2 separate regions of the Ovis canadensis genome follow, and region 1 is linked to region 2. The links are chromatin contacts, called in public Hi-C maps. All regions are on one chromosome and are shown on one strand. The core of a region is the stretch at or near the end of the contact, and the rest is flanking DNA. Distances in the headings are between cores, read along the strand shown.

Evidence for each region. A called contact is a pair of places that touch in the nucleus more often than the background predicts.
Region 1: a Hi-C map of fibroblasts shows a contact between it and region 2, with 5 times the contacts expected there. The contact joins the promoter of PSME3 here to the promoter of COASY in region 2. A contact is called at or near these places in 2 of 2 Hi-C or Micro-C datasets (fibroblasts and lung).

What each region holds. Positions count from the first base shown.
Region 1 is chr11:51,230,026-51,232,725 of ARS-UI_OviCan_v2, forward strand. It overlaps PSME3 (proteasome activator subunit 3), which reads left to right and starts at 1,377. Exons shown (of 13, transcript XM_069541589.1): 1 at 1,377-1,533. It overlaps BECN1 (beclin 1), which reads right to left and starts at 1,298. Exons shown (of 12, transcript XM_069603819.1): 1 at 1,098-1,298; 2 at 695-823. The coding sequence starts at 821.
Region 2 is chr11:51,021,255-51,023,954 of ARS-UI_OviCan_v2, forward strand. It overlaps COASY (Coenzyme A synthase), which reads left to right and starts at 1,388. Exons shown (of 10, transcript XM_069603805.1): 1 at 1,388-1,556; 2 at 1,945-2,652. The coding sequence starts at 1,956.

The DNA of each region.
Region 1 (2,700 bases), core at 127-2,626, 210 kb after region 2:
AACTACCTTGAGGTTGTTTTACATTTTACAGATAAAGGAAATAAAAAAATTGGGGCTTAGAAACTAAAAATTGGGTGAAGTAACTTGCAAAAAGTCATTCTGCTAGTAAATGATAGCCAGAATTTAAATTCAAGCAGAGTGACTCTAGGTCCATGAGCTTATTTTAACTGTTTATTCAGTCTTTTCCTTTTTCCTAGCTTCATCTCACTTCTTGAGAATTTGGGACTCTATTCCTCTATTTTCCTCTACTTATCAACTATTGGCTTCTGGGTAAATCATTTAACCTGACTGAGCTTCAACTCCTCATGGATGAAATGATAAATTTTTACTACTCCTACGCATAGGGGAGTAAAACTGAACTACTCCATAGAGGTTAAAGTAACACATGTAATGCACTTGGTATATGGCAAGTCCCCCACAACTGCTGTTTATTTTTATATACATATAATCCTTTACTCTGAAACAGCGGGAGCAGAAAACTAAGGACCTTTCCTTGTTATAGAAAGCTCTCAGAAGCACATCGTGTCAGAACTCTTTTATGTTCTCGATAAGAAAACAAGGAACCAGAAAGATGAAGCAACTTTCGAGGCTCACAAGGTTTGTGGCAGGCTATGTATAGTCCTTAAGACCTTCATCTCCAAAGCTGCCCACTTTGAACGATCTTGATCACCCTCTTTCCAAAGGCCTCGCTGACCTGTGAGCTCCTGGATGGTGACACGGTCCAGGATCTTGAAGCTCGTGTCCAGTTTCAGAGGCTGGCTGCAGCGCTGACACACGAAGCTCACCTGCATGGTGCTGCTGGATGTCTTAGACCCCTCCATCCCTGCGGCGGTGGAAAGGAGACGACGTTAGGAAGAACAGGCGCCCTTGAACCCCGGGTTCGGAGCTACCACCTGACTTGCTGTTGTGGTGAAGGGGTAAAAATCCCCGCCTGCACCTTTCCCTGTAGGAACGGTAGGATACCAAGCGGACCTGCTTCCGGGGCTGACCCGGCAAAGGCAGTTTACAGCCCAAAGTCAGGGAGGGTCTGCAATAGGGGCCGTCAGGGTTCCCAGGTCCCCTTCGATAGTAGCCGTTCAGCCCCCAACGCTTTTCACCTCGGGACCCGGAGCCCGCCACCCTGATCCGGTCTACCGCGGGGGTACCGCGGCTTCGGGTCTGTCTGCGAGGGGGACTTCCAAGACTGCCATCGCCCAGCCTTCAGCTACTTCCCGGTCCGCCGGGGGAGGACTTCCGCCGGGACCGGACTTGACGTCACGATGACTGCCGCGCCTCAGGGCGTCAGTCATGGTCGACCCGCTTTCGCCTAGCTGCGACCTCTAGAGGCTGAGCTGGGAAAGGCGGCAGGCGTCGGCCTGGGGGCTGGTGTTGCGAGCGGAAGTGGCCCGACCGAGTTGGGAGCGAGTCGCTAAAGAGTCCGATACAATTTAGCGAATAAACAAACAACCCCTGGACACGCCACCATTTTCTAACTCAGTGACTTTTCTTCAGATTTGTCACTTCTTAGCGGAGCCACTTTCGTTATTCACTGCGGTATCAATTTTTAAAATTTCTCATTGGGAGAACTGGGCGTTTTTTTTGAAACGCTGACAAAGAGGTAGACACTTGGAAGGGCAAGTGAGGGGGTAAACCTTGTTGTGTTTCATTGTATAAAGTTTCAGTTATGATAAGGGAAAGTCCAACACTTTAGATATTGGAATATAAAGTTATGAAACTAAAACATTTTTGTGTTGGTGCAGGAGTACCCATGGAAGAGAATAAAGTTAAAAAATAGACCATGTATGGGGGGCGGGGTGGATTTAGTGGGTGATAAAGCTAATATTTAAAGTTAGTGGGGAAGTGATCTACTTAATAAGTGATGAGTGGGACCAAAGAGCCATTTATTTATTTATTTTTTTTAATTTTAAAATCTTTAATTCTTACATGCGTTCCCAAACATGACCCCCCCTCCCACCTCCCTCCCCACAACATCTCTCTGGGTCATCCCCATGCACCAGCCCCAAGCATGCTGCACCCTACGTCAGACATGGACTGGCGATTCAATTCTTACATGATAGTATGCATGTTAGAATTCCCATTCTCCCAAATCATCCCACCCTCTCCCTCTCCCTCTGAGTCCAAAAGTCCGTTATACACATCTGTGTCTTTTTTCCTGTCTTACATACAGGGTCGTCATTGCCATCTTCCTAAATTCCATATATATGTGTTAGTATACTGTATTGGTGTTTTTCTTTCTGGCTTACTTCACTCTGTATAATTGGCTCCAGTTTCATCCATCTCATCAGAACTGATTCAAATGAATTCTTTTTAACGGCTGAGTAATACTCCATTGTGTACAAAGAGCCATTTAAATGGTAGTGAGCTCAATCTTCTACTCACTGTTTACACCAAAAGAAGTTCCAAGTTAGTCACAAATTTAAGCGTCAAAAATACAATTGGGAATTCCCTGGCAGTCCAGTCGTTAGCACTATAAGCTTTCATTGGTGAGGGCGCCAGTTCAGTCCCTGATAGGGGAACTAAAAATCCCACAAGCCGTGTGGCAAAAAACAAAACAATGGTTAAAGGTACTATATGAAAGCATGAGTGAATATTTTTTATAATCTTGAAGTAGAGAAGGGCTGTCTAAGCATGACATGAAAATCAGAAATAAAAAGGAAAATATTGACTTTTACTCCTTAGAAATTAAACTTTCTGGATTTC
Region 2 (2,700 bases), core at 138-2,637:
GTTCACTCAGACTCACATCCATCGAGTCAGTAATGCCATCCAGCCATCTCATCCTGGGTTGTCCCCTTCTCCTCCTGCCCCCAACCCCTCCCAGCATCAGAGTCTTTTCCAATCAGTCAACTCTTTGCATGAGGTGGCCAAAGTACTGGAGTTTCAGCTTCAGCATCATTCCCTCCAAAGAAATCCCAGGGCTGATCTCCTTCAGAATGGACTGGTTGGATCTCCTTGCAGTCCAAGGGACTCTCAAGAGTCTTCTCCAACACCACAGTTCAAAAGCATCAATTCTTCGGTGCTCAGCTTTCTTCACAGTCCAACTCTCACATCCATACATGACTACTGGAAAAACCATAGCCTTGACTAGACGGACCTTTGTTGGCAAAGTAGTGTCTCTGCTTTTAAATATGCTATCTAGGTTGGTCGTAACTTTCCTTCCAAGGAGTCAGTGTCTTTTAATTTCATGGCTGCAATCACCATCTGCAGTGATTTTGGAGTCCCCCCAAATAAAGTCTGACACTGTTTCCACTGTTTCCCCATCTGTTTCCCATGAAGTGATGGGACCAGATGCCATGATCTTTGTTTTCTGAATGTTGAGCTTTAAGCCAACTTTTTAGCCTCATGGTAAATTCTCGCCACTGAGTCTCCTCCCCTAGCCCCGCTGCCTTTTCTTCCGCCCACAGGGACCATTCTCTGGCAGCTCTACTGAGCTCATATGCAGAGCTCTCCTCTTCTTCCTCCTCTCTTGGGGAAACTGTCATATCACTGGTTCTGGGTGATGTGGAGAGCACTGCACGGGAGCCACGACACATGGCCTCTGTCCTTACCTCCCTAGATGTCCCTGGAACATACAGGGCCTCAATGTTTCCATCTGTGAAATGGGGACTTGGACAGAACTGTTCCGTGACCAGATCCTTAGATTGGGAGGGCGTCAGGAGGGCTCTGGGGACGCCGAGCCCTAACTTAAATGCTACCCTATGACACATCCCTCCACCTCTGTCCCCGCGATTTATTAAGCAGGAAAGCCAGGTGTTAGCTCCGCCTTTGCCGTTGTCTCCCGAGTGACCTGGCTGAAGCCAGTCTCTTCTCTGAGAGTCTGAAGGGCACCCGTTAAGCAGGCTTTCAAGCCCGCCTTGCCCAGCGTGCGTGCCAAGTCTCTTCAGTTGTGTCCGACTCTTTGCGACCCCATGGAGTGCAGCCCGGCAGGCTCCTCTGTCCATGGGACTTTTCAAGTAAGAATACTGGAGTGCGTTGCTGTTTCCTTCTCCACCCGCTTTGCCCCACTCCGCCTAGTTTCCGCGAGGTTGGGTTTTGCAAACAAGTTTTCACGCACCTCCCACGCCTCAGAGCTCCGCCCCTTTGCAACCGCAAGCGCCCCTCCCCCGCCCCGCCCGCCTTCAAATGAAAAATCTCGCGAGAATCCCTCGCCGAACCAACGCTGAGATTTTTGGCCTTTCTTAGGTTCCGTAGTTTCGAGTCACAGCTCCGGAACTTGTGTTAACGGGTCGTGGTTGGGGAAGCCTCCGCGGTAGTGCAAGCGGAACCAAAGCCCGGAGGTCTCAGTAAGTAGGACCCGAGCTTGAGTGTCCTCTTTTAGTCCCCCCCTCCGATTCCTTGAAGATGCTGGTGCAGCTCAGCAAGAACGCCCGGGATTTCTGGATCCCCAGTCTTACGACGCAGGGGCTTCTGCCCAGTTCCTCTCCCCACCCTAGGATTTTGATTCAATTCAGCGAACTCACCGCTCTGAGAGATGATAAAACCGAGATTAGAACACAGCCCGGAGGCGCCATTTACCAAGCCCTGTCCCCTTCCCCAGGTTCCTCTCGATAGGCACTGAGAACCCGTCCCTGCTCCAGGTGCCCCTCTCTTGCGTCCAAGTCCCCCTACAGTTTTCGGCCTCAAACACATACCACCCATTCACCCTTGCCTCGTCTCCCCGACTGTCCGCAGGCCTGAGAAGGATGGCCGTATTCCGGTCGGGCCTCCTGGTGCTGACAACGCCGCTGACTTCCCTGGCCCCTCGCCTGGCCCCCATCCTGTCCTCGGCAGCCCGGCTGGTGAATCACACGCTCTATGTACACCTGCAGCCGGGCATGAGCCTGGGCGGCTCGGCTCAACCCCAGTCCAGCCCCGTGCAGGCCACATTTGAAGTTATCGATTTCATCACTCACCTCTACGCAGGCGCCGATGTCCACAGGCACCTGGACGTCAGAATTCTGCTGACAAATATCCGAACCAAGAGCTGTCTCCCTCCCCTACCCACCTCAGTCCAGAACCTGGCCCACCCGCCGGAAGTGGTCCTGACTGACTTCCAGACCCTGGATGGAAGCCAGTACAACCCGGCCAAGCAGCAGCTCGAGCGCTACGCCACCAGCTGTTACAGCTGTTGTCCGCAGCTGTCTTCAGTGCTGCTGTACCCAGATTATGGGCCTGCAGAGCCCCCCGTGGGGTCCCTGGGCGTCCACCTACCCTCCACCATCAGGCCAACCTCCCCTGTGGCCAGGTCTGCAAAGCAGCCGGTGCGTGGCCACCGGCGGGGGGCTGTGGGCGGCACCTTTGACCGCCTGCACAATGCCCACAAGGTGTTGCTCAGTGTCGCCTGCATCCTGGCTCGGGAGCAGCTTGTGGTGGGAGTGGCAGACAAAGAGCTGCTGAAGAGTGAGTGACAAGAGACTCCGGAGCGGGGCGACCTTACCCTCCCCTCGC